Regions from separate parts of the Capsicum annuum genome. Here region 1 is linked to region 2. A link is a contact called in public Hi-C data. All regions are on one chromosome and are shown on one strand. The core of a region is the stretch at or near the end of the contact, and the rest is flanking DNA. Distances in the headings are between cores, read along the strand shown.

What was found. A called contact is a pair of places that touch in the nucleus more often than the background predicts.
Region 1: a Hi-C map of leaf shows a contact between it and region 2, with 3 times the contacts expected there. The contact joins two enhancer-like sites. A contact is called at or near these places in 2 of 5 Hi-C or Micro-C datasets (leaf and placenta).

What each region holds. Positions count from the first base shown.
Region 1 is chr12:82,129,806-82,132,742 of UCD10Xv1.1, forward strand. It overlaps LOC107849162, which reads left to right. Exons shown (of 7, transcript XM_016693802.2): 6 at 1,247-1,393; 7 at 1,573-2,063. The coding sequence ends at 1,950. Among protein-coding and RNA genes, the nearest start is that of LOC107849162, 18 kb to the left of the region's middle. Within about 2 kb of position 1,671, at least 5 of the 5 cell types and tissues checked have an H3K27ac peak or open chromatin away from gene starts, as enhancers often do. A contact at or near this core is called in leaf, where this site is marked.
Region 2 is chr12:81,857,562-81,860,853 of UCD10Xv1.1, forward strand. It overlaps LOC107850201 (protein ILITYHIA), which reads left to right. Exons shown (of 60, transcript XR_007048696.1): 60 at 311-831. Among protein-coding and RNA genes, the nearest start is that of LOC107850201, 60 kb to the left of the region's middle. Within about 2 kb of position 1,435, at least 4 of the 5 cell types and tissues checked have an H3K27ac peak or open chromatin away from gene starts, as enhancers often do. A contact at or near this core is called in leaf, where this site is marked.

The DNA.
Region 1 (2,937 bases), core at 421-2,920, 270 kb after region 2:
TTTATAGTAATATTCACTATATCACTTCTAAGAAGTTATTATTAGTCATTTAAGTATTAATAATAAATTATATTTAATAATAAGGATAAAATAGATATAAAATAATAAATTAAAAATGGTTAGATGAAGTACGTTGCAATAGTCTTATCCGTGTCAAAAAAGGGAATATGAGAGGTAGTACACTTGTTAAGATTTAAATGATTGGATTCAAACAAAATATTAAATACATAGTTACGAGCTAAGATCTTAATATCAAAATTTATTTTTTATTCAGTACGAATAGATGAAGCAGACAATATACAAACAAGAAAATTAGATTTTAATTTTTTAATTATTTTTTTCATTTCAATTTATATGACACCATTTAATTAAGCACGGAGTAAAAAAAATAATATGCTATTTTTAAAATTTGTAGTATAAATTAATCTTAAATTTTGTGTGATCATAAAATATTTCAATAAAAAATAAAATAAAATTATAAAAACAAATTATTTCTAAAAAATAGAAAAGTGACATTTTTTTTGAACAAATTAAAAAGCAAAATATGTCATATAAATTAAAATAAAAAAATATAAATATTGAGTCTGTGCTTACCATATAGGCGATAAGCCACTAGTTAATATAGATGATCGCTTAAGAATATAACTCATCCTAAAAAGTAAGATGCAAAATCCATCATGAAAATGTTAAAATGAACAAAAGGAGATTTAAACTATGTGGGGAAATTATATACATTTCCTATATTTTCGGTAGTTTTGTTGTTTTGCTTTTTGAGAGTCAATATAATGAAAAAATTAATCTTACAATGCTGGTTAAAATTTATGTCGTTTGATTAAAAAAAACAATTGTGATACGTATTTTGAAATGAAGGACGTATTCGTTTATGGAGGATTTTATATAATCAATTGATCATATGTAATACTATGGAATTATATATTTCTTATACCTTTTTTTTTAAAGAGCCCTTACCGTTTTCATAGTACGTACAGGGGATGCGGTCCAACTATCCTTGAATTGTGCTTAGTGAAAGAGATTAACGCAATGGATCAAATTACTTTTCTTTCAATGCACATGGTTGTGTTACAGTTAATGTCATTAACGTGTGGATGCGTCAAGAAATCAGCAGATAACAAATCCTTCTAATTAAGCTCTTGATGATAACTTAGAACTTTATGTGTTACGTTCTATGAAAAAACACACTTAAAACTATATTATATAACACTATAATTTTTTGTTAAAAGAACAGAGTGATTCCTACCAAGCAACAGGATGCTACAACCTACTATGTGCAGGATTTGTCCAAACAAATAGCAGAATAGCCATTGGTGCTGCCATTTCTCCTGTTTCTTCCGTCGAAGGAAGTCAGTATGATGTCACTATACTCATTTGGAAGGTCCCTTTTAAACCCCCTGCTTCTTTTTGCATTTTAGCCATCATTCTCTCAAAAAATAAATTAGGTAGAAACGTAATCTGGAAAATAGAATACTAATCTCGACTGTAGCCGGTCAAATTACAATAATAATTTTTTACAATCTAAAAGTGTTAATTGTTTTTGTGTATATATATGTTTAGGATCCAAAGCTAGGGAATTGGTGGATGGTGTTTGGTGATAACACACTAGTGGGTTATTGGCCCGCAGAGTTATTTACGCACTTAGCGGATCAAGCGACGATGGTGGAGTGGGGAGGAGAGGTAGTAAATTCACGGGCCAACGGAGAACATACATCCACTCAAATGGGTTCAGGCCATTTTGCTGATGATGGGTTTAGGAAAGCAAGCTATTTCAGAAATCTTGAAATTGTGGACTCTGATAATAGTCTCAGCTCAGCCCAAGACATATCAATCTTAGCTGAGAACACTGATTGCTATAATATCAAAAGTGCTTATAGCAGTGAATGGGGTACCCATTTCTATTATGGAGGCCCTGGCAGAAATCCACGCTGCAACTAATGTTATGAGGCAATGTCTCTTCCGATCACCAATTTGTTCTTTTATTATTTTACATCTTTTGTGCTATTTCCAACTTTGTTTATGCTAATTAATTTCACATTGTTTTTCTTTTTCTTGTGTCTATGTTTTGCGAGAGAAAAATAAGTACGTATTAATTAAATAAGACAAATAGCATTAAACAGCCAAGGAAATAGCAAATAATCAGTTGGAGTTATAGTGGCTACTAGTACAAAATTTGTTATCATGTTTTTGAATCTTATCATATATATATATCAACTTGTTTTTCATAGTAATTATCGCTTAGATAAGAATTACTTGTCATTTTTAATTGAATTTTTATTTTTACTTGTCATTTTTAAAATATATAAAAAAATAATTTTTTTCCTATTTTATTCGTAACATTAATTATTTATTAAGTTAGTTTATAGACATAATAATAACCATTAATTATTAGGTGTACTATGGTAATATCTATATTAGTAATTATTTTTTTAATTGACATGTTAAGTCAAAATGTAACAAGTGAAAATGAATGGAGAGAGGATCATTTGATCAGTTGGTCTTTTATACTCCCTCAACTTCAAAATAAATGAATTGTTGAGCTATTTTTCAATGTTCAAAACAAATGAATTGTTCATTTTTTAAGAGACATGTTGATTTTTTTTTTTTCAATTTTATCCTTTTATTTAATGAGGTTGTCAAGTACTTCACATTTTCAAGGAGAGCAATTTAAGGACAATTAAAATGATGATAGCGGAAAGTAACCAACAATTTATGTCATAAATATTTTTTTTAAGGGGTGTGTTATGCCCCTACCAATTTAATTATTTTGGGATGGGGGGAGTATATAACTAGTTGGGAAACGCCTGTGAAAGGCATGAGCCCAACAATATGAAATCAGATAGTAGACTTGTTTTTAAAGTATAATTAATTTCATTGCTAATAGTATAAATGAAAATAATATTTCTTTTGTCTCAATTTATTTAT
Region 2 (3,292 bases), core at 185-2,684:
CCGATATTTTTTATATTGAGATTAAATAGCCTGCCTTCGAGGAAAGGCAGGGAGCTCACATTCTTGTCTAAATTTTGTAAATTTTCTCCAAATATAGGAAATCACCGTTTTTATTACACTGTGACAGTACTCATTTTCCTTTCAGTGATAAGTAATAACCTTTGTGCTACAAATTACCACTTTTATGACCAGTATAGACTAGAGACACAAAACTATAAGGGGAAGTATATTAACAGTGGTGAAACGGTTGCTTTCACTGAAAGTCGATTCTGGGATGAAAGTTTACTGTGATATCCTCTATTTGCCGTAGGTGTGTATGTCATTATATTGCAGATACCAACTTCAGAAAACCTGTTTTCTGGTGGTTATTCACAAATAAAGACATACGAGACTGTTTGGTTCAGGAAGACGTGACAAATGATTTCATATCTCAGCATTCTTTTTTTTATCCTGGTTATTCACTTCAAATTGACTTGAAGGTTCAAATTCCGGTTTCCTCAGAAAGGGAAATTTCTTGCCAAGCTGGGATATTGTTGTAGGTACGTATTCAGTAAGATGCAAAGCCACTATGTTTTCCTCAACATTACATCATAACAGTACATGTTGAGTTTAAGTTATGTGTGTAAAATCATTTGTGCGGTTTGTATTGTTGGCAACTGGCGTATTCCATATTTTCCCTTTTCAATCAGTTGAGTAATAGCAGTAAACAGGCTTGAATATAACCTGTAATCGGGTCCTGAATTAATGTCATTTTGGTTTGATTGCCTCGTCTCTCGAATGAGGTCATGTAACCCACAATCGAATGAAATAATATTTATGTGCGTTGTCCAATCACTGGTTGTCACGACCCAAAAATTAGGGTTGTGATGGTACCTACTTCCCCAATTAGGTAAACCAACTTGGTTGTGTCATGACCCAAAGGCTAGGGTTGTGATGGCACCTACTTCTCCCAGTAGGTAAACCAACCTTTCATAACAAGAACATAGCAAACTTCATGGTTATAATATTAATCGTAAATGCAATAATCAAAATCCAAATATCACTTTCATAAGAAGTAAAATAAGTATAAATGAAACCAATTCAAGCATGTCATTTCGAAGACAGACAGGAATAAGAACAGAAGAAGTTGGTTCAAGGGCTCTGAATGCGAGGAGCTCACCTTTAATGAAGTATCATTTTACGATCAAAATTTGCGCTGTTGACTGCTGTGGAGATCTGCATAAATAAGGTGTAGAGAGAATAAATCACTAGTAATCAGTAGGTATTATGGGTTGGCTGAGCTTAGTCGCTATATCGAATAAAGAATGTTAAAAGAATATCCTACAGGCACAAAAATTTCAATAACTCAAAAATACCAGTTAATAAGGAGCACTACTATGTATAACAATAATAAAATATGTGATGTGATGCTATGTTCAATGATCCTATCAATTTACATCCCCTCAAATGTGGTATGCTGTGAAGTGGGATCAATGGGGACTCGTATGGTCGTTATACCATCTTTCTTTTATTGTTGTCATTGATCTCATATCTAGTTGCAGTCTGCGTTCACTATTAAGCCTATGCCCGTCCATTCCTTTCAAGCTTGATCCAACCACCCCTCTCCTCTGACTCATTCTCATTTAGAAATGCCATCAAGAAAATCATTGATTGTTCTTTGTTTGGACTGAATAGAATAGGTCCAAGGATCGGCGTGTTGACAGAACCCAGGTAGGCTTGGCGCTTAGTATATCGTCGAAAAGAAAGATCCACGGAGCACTGTGCTCCTAGGGAATTTGAGAAATTAACTACTTCTAGAACGGAACTGGAATTTAGTACGGAACAGTAAAGTTTAATGGATGCCGAAAGTGAAAGCCGCCCCTAAGCAGGATCCAAAGACGTGGCTCATTCTTCAACAAGCACGCGGTCAGAGCCCTGACTCCTCCCAACTATGGGGGTTAGCGAAGGGAAAGAAAGCTCAACACGTCTTTTTAAGAAGAATTTAAATGCATTAGTATATCAGCTGATTAGATATGAATCGACTCTATAGCTTCTTCAATAAACACTGGTTTTTCGATCAAGTTTTGATTGACAGACTGCTACGGGCACTGATCCTTCTATTCAAAGTTTCCTTTTTCCTCTTGAATGTAGTTTGTCCTACAGCTCGCTAAAGTGATAGCTCTCTCTCTCTCTCAAAGACAAATGCGCATATTTTGGTTTAAATCGGAAAAATTAAAAAACGGAATTGAAATTTAATTTTGGTTTGTTTTTTTGATTTTTTGAATTGGTTTAGGTTTCAAATTTTAGAAATTTGGTTAAACGGTTTGGTTTTTCGATTTTCAATTTTTTTTTGGATAAATTGAAAAACTAAAATTATATAAATAATATATTATAATTTATATATAAATATGTATATATATATATATATATATATACATATATATTATATTTGCAAATGTACTAAAAATATAATATAATCTAATATAACATATAAATATATAAATTATAATCATTTAGTAACCCTAAATCCTAATATACTGCTTTGCTTTAGCCTTGAACATTACCGTGAAGGCTGCAGCGGCGCTAAACCATCCTCAGTTTGTCAGTTCATTTGAAATTTCAACATCGTCAACGGCAGTCGGCAGTTGTTTGCTCAGTTCGTCACTGCCATCGGCAGCCGCTGTCGAGTGTGGCCACTGCCATCACGTCAATGACAATGACTTAACGAGGTCGATATTTATGGTTATTTCATGCGTGTTGAAGTAATTATATTTGGCAATGAATAATGGTTTTAAAAAAGGTTATTTTTCTAGAAAAATCACCAATTGTAAATGCTCACTACTTTAATCTTTAAAATCGAAATAACCAAATCAAATTTGTAAAAATCGAACCAAACCGAAATAATTTTGGTTTGGTTATGGTTGTCATTTTCGTCAATCCGAAAATCAAAAAATCGAACCAATATTGAACAATCAAATCGAACAAATCGAATGTCCACCCCTACTTATACCCATCTAGAGCAGAACTCATCGGGCTTGGGACTTAAATTTATCCTTGCTAATGAATAAGTAAATCCACTCGAAGTAGTTCTCCTTAGGAAAAATTACATATATATACCCATGCTAACTTTACCTTATTACATTACATCCCATGTTGAAAAGGAAATTACAAAAATCCCAAATTAATTACTTAAATTCCTACCTTTTTTATTTTCTCTCTCTTCCTTCTTATATATTCCAAACAACCATATTTTGCTCCAAATTATGCTCTATATTTTTCTCCTAAAATCTTGCTACCTTTTCTCTCCAATTTT